2 separate regions of the Rattus norvegicus genome follow, and region 2 is linked to region 1. A link is a contact called in public Hi-C data. All regions are on one chromosome and are shown on one strand. The core of a region is the stretch at or near the end of the contact, and the rest is flanking DNA. Distances in the headings are between cores, read along the strand shown.

The links. A called contact is a pair of places that touch in the nucleus more often than the background predicts.
Region 2: a Hi-C map of the A7r5 cell line shows a contact between it and region 1, with 2.0 times the contacts expected there. The contact joins the promoter of Kitlg here to the enhancer-like site in region 1. A contact is called at or near these places in 2 of 12 Hi-C or Micro-C datasets (the A7r5 cell line and mammary epithelial cells).

What each region holds. Positions count from the first base shown.
Region 1 is chr7:36,688,385-36,691,522 of GRCr8, forward strand. No RefSeq gene overlaps it. Among named protein-coding and RNA genes, the nearest start is that of Kitlg, 93 kb to the right of the region's middle. Within about 2 kb of position 1,392, at least 22 of the 93 cell types and tissues checked have an H3K27ac peak or open chromatin away from gene starts, as enhancers often do. A contact at or near this core is called in the A7r5 cell line, where this site is marked.
Region 2 is chr7:36,781,004-36,784,019 of GRCr8, forward strand. It overlaps Kitlg (KIT ligand), which reads left to right and starts at 1,657. Exons shown (of 10, transcript NM_021843.4): 1 at 1,657-1,845. The coding sequence starts at 1,831.

The DNA of each region.
Region 1 (3,138 bases), core at 142-2,641:
AAATAACTGGGCACTATTCGACCAGTTCTGTAGAGCTGTGTAGAAGAGCTGGATTCTACAAGGGACAATCTGTCTTTGGTTAAGACCATGCTTTCTGATGAAATATTTACACCTAAAATGTTCTAAAAATTGATCCTCACAACTTTTGTTTATTTACTAATCTATCTTTTTTTAATATTTGGGGACCATTTTATCAATATATAATAAAAAGTATTAGCTAACTTATGTAGAGGACTTGTTATATTGTGGATTATTATAAGTACTTAATGTTTATGAAATTATTTCATCTTTGTGTTATCACTGTGTGGAGGAAATCCTATCATGGCCATGTTATGGATGGGGAAACTGAGGAATAACAAAGTCAGTCACTAGCCTAGGGTTGATGTTAGTTGTAGGAAGCAGTCCACCCCACAGTCTAACTTCATATCACAGCACTTTATTGCATTTACTAATGAGGGAACAGATATATTGACTAAAGAAGTGGGAAGGGTGTGTGGTTCTGTGGGTTGAGTACTGTGCAAGCATGAAGTGCTGAGTTTGAATCCTCAGAACTTACGTAAAACAGACAGTAGCTACCCTGACGTAGCTGGCACTCTTCTGTAACTCCAGAGCTCCTACTTTGGCAAGACAAGAGGAGGAAACAGAAGAATTCCCAGAAGGCGTGGGCTAGCTTGCCTGGCATACAGAGTGAAAAACAAAGAGAAAAGTCGTGAACAAAGAGAAAAGGAAGGAATGACACGTGATTATCTTCCGATCTTCACATGTGCACGTGTGTGCATGTACACAAACACAGAGAGAGACAGACAGACACTTACACAGACACCAGCACACACAGCAAGACAGATAGACAGACACCAAGACAGAGAAACAAAGACTGACAGATACACATAGATAGACAGACACTGACACAGACAGACAGACAGACAGACAGACAGACAGACACCAGCACATAGAGAGACACTGACACACACACACACACACACACACACACACACACACACACACACAGAGCGACAAAGACAGGGGCAGAAAGAGACAGACAGACACCGAAACACAGAGACAGACACTGACACACAGAAAGACGGACAGACACTGACAGACACATACAGAGACATACAGACACTGATATACATAAAGAGACAGACACCAACACACACACAGACAGATAGGCAGAAACTCTCTCTCTCAGACTGGTTAAAAGAAAAGAGGAGCACTGCACCCTCATAGTCATACTAGAAATGATTCATATTTATCTCAGCATGAGGTGGGTTAATAAACATCCCCCCACCTAATGCTGGCAAAAGTCAGTGCATGGATTCATTACACACCACGTCTGGACGAACTGACACTCAGGCGTTCTATGACTTTCACCAGTTCTCCCAGTTTTGAATTGGTGACTCAGACATCAGCTTTGCCAAGTCCTCTGCTGTGGATAGCTCATAACTTCACTTCCTCTAAGAGTGATAGTATATTTTGAGAACCAGCACTAAACCAGAAATATGAACTGTGAAGTACTCTAGGGGAACGTGTTACAGAATCTGTTATCACATCACATACGAGGGATATAACATTTGGTATTTGAGGCATTTAAGATAGTGAAACCAGTTAACGCTGGGCATCTCAGGAATAAATGGATGAATAGGCGTATTGAGATATTGTGTTCTATATGGGGCTTGTCAAAGTGTAAAACAGATCACTGTCTGAGCACAATTAAAACCCAAGTAAATACCATGAGTAATTCTGTCAATCTAACCACTGCTAACCACACCCACTGGCAATTCTTCTTAAAACCACAAGAAGACAATGGAGTAGCTTGTGTTGAGAGAAAATTTAAAAATAACCTGTAAGGTCTTGCCAAGATGTGGTAAAAGACGGAATCTTGACAAATGCTAATGAATAAAAACACCTAAGCTTATGTAAGGCAATGTTTTTCATTCTTTTTTTTTTTTAAGGGGGAATTTTGTTTTGTTTTGTTGTACTTCTTTTTGCTCTGTGTAGCCAATATTTTTCCTCTTTTCTGATTACTATGTAGAGAACACTTTTTTTCACTAAGAAAAGTTTTTAGACAATAGATTAGGAGACATATATGTATGAATTTGAATTCTGTAACCTATTAGAACAAAAATAAAGGTTTTAATTTTTGCTTTGGGGATTAAAGGAGATGCCACAGTTCTTTATGCAGTCACTCATTCATGTTTCCTTTACGCTGTTCTGAAACATACTAGCTAACAAAATCTGTGCCCACAGATGGTCCGTTTAGATAAGTATTGGAAATAAGAAATTTTCTATGATAATTCATGATAGTACTGGTTCAGTGTCTTATGAGGGATATGGGGTTGTAATCCGTATAAACTGATGCAAGCAGTGGCCTTTGATCCTTGGGAAGCATCCTATTGAGAACCAAAGTGGCAGTTGAAACTGTGTTTTAAGATGAGTCCCACAGTACCAAGTAACTGCTTATTCATCTATATTTGCAGATGTCTGGGGTGGGCGGAGCAAAACTCATTGACAACAAATTCACCGCACAATGATGCAATCAATCCTGCGGTCTGATTAGCCTGCTCCTCCTCACGAGCTAAAAGTACCGTCCTTGAAGAAAATGACAATCAGTCAATAATTGGTATCAATTAAGTACACTTACTTCTTTATGTGAATACGAATCAAACTCTTTCTAGGAATCTGTGATTGTGTTGCAAACTCAAAATGTATTCATTTACACACCGCAGAGGGATAAAAGGGGCGGCTCTCTGTGGATGTCACAAAGAAAGAAAAACCAGAGTTCCACAGCTATGTGCAGATATGAAGGAAAGGAAAGTATTTCAAACTCATGGACAAACCAAGAGTCCTGGGCTTTGTTTTATGGTAGTTTTGCTTCTGTTCCAACGAGGAATAAAAAGGGCAAGCATAAAATCTGTAATTTTAGGATTGCAGGCATGGTTGAAGCTGTATTACTGAAAACAGATGAGGAAATTTACAAGCTTAATTGCAATGCAAACATATGAGGCAGAGTAGAGGATTCCTGCTGTTCGTCTAGATGTGGCATCCAACACATTAGAAACAGCATCTGTGACAATGGCTTGCTCATAGTACCCAAACTGAAGCATGACGAATATGTTAATCCCAAAACCAATGTCGATT
Region 2 (3,016 bases), core at 407-2,906, 93 kb after region 1:
GGCAATTTCCCAAACCCTTAGAAGTGCCACAGGGAGGCAGACCAGAAGGTAAGATTTGTCTGATAGGAGACTTAGTTCAACATTACTGGCTTTGAAGATAAAGGTGGCTGTGAGTGTAGGAACCTGGGCAGCCTTCAAAGCTGGGAAAGGCAAGGAAATGAATTCTCTCACTCAGCTTGCCTGGAGGAATGCAAATCTTGGCAACAGCTGGTTTTCCTTCAACAATAGCCATTTTGGACTTTTGACCCTCAACACTAAGATGAATGTGTGATGATTTACACCATTTATTCTGTGTTAAATTCTCAGCACCGGTAGGCAAGCAGCACAGTGACTTTGGCTTATTAACTTTTTTTTTTAAACAATGGCAACTGGGCTAATTAATAATCAAAGCAAATTTGGAATAGTCCTCTCTTATAAGAATGACTGGACAGTATGCTTGTTCCAAAAAATTACTGATGGGGGTTTCAGGCTAATATATTTCTTACAAAAATAACAAAGTGCTTTGCTTTTTAAAAAAATTATTCCTCAATTACATGTAAAAATGTTGAAGGGTTTTGGGAACAAGAACGATATATATATTATTTTTAATTAATTAATTTTTTTTAGGGCAGTAGGATCTGGATTTGAACTCTGCTACTTGACTATTTGGGGAAATTAACCTCTTAGGGCTATTTCTTAATCTGTAAAATGGAAAAGACACACACACTCGTGGACACACACACACACACACACACACACACACACACACACGGGAGGGGAGGGATAGAAACACACACCAGGCTCTACACACTAGGCCCATGGAAAAGAGATAATGCATGAATAGTTCTTGCACAACACCTAGTATGTAATAAAAGATACATCGCTTAAGCGTGTGAGCTATTACCATGAACATTCCATTCTTTCCGATTTTACAGACTTTCCTAACCTAAAAGTGGAACTTCCAAAACCCTTGCTGTGAGAACCCATACATTTAGTGACCTATGTTTTCCAAAGGTACTGTAGTAAACTGTTGAAAACTGCATCTCCCTCAGTAATATTTGATTCTGAGTCAATTATTTTCTCACTAAAGTAATAGAGGAGAAACAAAAGGAAAAAGGAAAGGAAGGAAGGGAAGGAAGGGAAGTAGAAAGAAAAGGAAAGAAAAACTGGCTAAGACAATGGCTAAACCATGGAGTGTAATTAAACTTTTTGTTGTTGGTTCTATTTCCCCGAGGCGGGGTAGAAGAAAAGTCTTTGCTCAGAACCAAGTGAAGTCCTCCCCGCCGCACCGCTCCAGAGCTGGGACCCTCTCCAGAGCGCACAGTACAACGCGGGTCCCCGGACAGTACTGGGTGAGCCTGCTAAGGAGCTGGGACTCTCGGAGCCCAGCGCGCGGCGCGGGCGGCTACTGCAGGTTGTTCAGCGGCATCGGAGACACCCGGTGCCTCATGGACTCTGGCCAGTACCCAGACAGGGGACGCACCAGGCTCGATCGGTCCAACCTCTGGGACAATCCCCGCCCTTCAGCGCGCTCCCGGGTCTCCCAGCCTAGGCTCAGCGCGCAGCTTGCCTCCCGGAGGCTCCGGAAGGGAAGGAGGCGTGTCCGGAGCGGGCGGGCGGGCTCTGTATAAAAAGCGCTGGCGGCGCAGCAGCCCGGGCTTCATTTGCTGTCTGTCACCGGGACTGAGAGTGCCGCGGGAAAGCAACGGCCAAGGACGGGGCGCTGCGCTCGAGCTACCCAATGCTGGGACTATCTGCAGCCGCTGCTCGTGCAATATGCTGGAGCTCCAGAACAGCTAAACGGAGTCGCCACACCGCTGCCTGGGCTGGATCGCAGCGCTGCCTTTCCTTATGAAGAAGACACAAGTGAGTAGGGCACGCCCGGGAGGAGCTCGGAGGCTTTCCAAGAAAATCACTCCCGGAGCCCCGGGGAGCCCGGCGCACCCTGGGACCGGCAACCGGGCCATGTGGGGCTGCGCCCGCCCGGTGAGCCAGGAGGGTGTGGGAGAGGCAGGCGTGGTGTGCGAGCCGGAGCCGCCGCCCCGGGGGTGAGCCCGGGAGCTGGGGAGAGCCAGGGCTGAGAGTGAGCCTGTGGCAAGTTTGCAGCCGCAGCTGCAAAGTTTGAAGCTGTCAGTGGCAAACCGCAGATGCAGGCTTCCCTCTTCGGCCTGGGGGTTCGAGTTATCACGGGGAAGGCTTGTTTTTTTGGGGCCGGAGGTCTCTCCCTGTGGATTCGGGTAGATTATGAAACAGCTTCCCACGCGCTACCCTCGCTCGCTCGCTCGCTCTCACAGTCAGATTTATCTGTGCAGTCCCCAGGTGGGCGCGGGACGCGGTGCGGACGCGGGTGCAGCCGCTGGAGCGAAGCCAACCCAGAACTCCTAGGCGGCAGCGCCAGGCGGGGTGCAGAACCTGCCCAGCAGGCGGGGGAAACTTGGCAGCCTGCGGTGTCGGCCGGGTTCACAGCTCTGGGTGGGCCCTCCAGAAAGCTCTAGATGGAGTAGTAGTACTTCCACACTGCATGACACCCCCTTCCATTACAAAACAGTAAAAGTTCTTTTCTTCTTTCTTCTTCTTCTTCTTCTTCTTCTTCTTCTTCTTCTTCTTCTTCTTCTTCTTCTTCTTCTTCTTCTTCTTCTTCTTCTTCTTCTTCTTCTTCTTCTCCTCCTCCTCCTCCTCCTCCTCCTCCTCCTCCTCCTCCTCCTCCTCCTCCTCCTCCTCCTCCTCCTCCTCCTCTTCTTCTTCTTCCTTCTTTTTTTTAAATGTGCATCTCCTAAGGATAGTTATTGAGATAATGTCCAGGGTCTCTAAATTGCGCTTTATGCATAAAACACAGCCCGGGGGTACAATTATGTCTTTTCTTCGTTGACGGCGGAGGGGGCGTAGAAAGAGCCTCTGTAGTAATCTTGTTCTCTTCTACAGTTCTTTTTAGCCTCGTGGTTGCTATCTCTTCAAGATTCTTCCTTTCCGAATTTGTTCTGTCATCCGCAGCAGGTTGGGTAAAGCTGCTCTTTCACACACACACACACACACACAC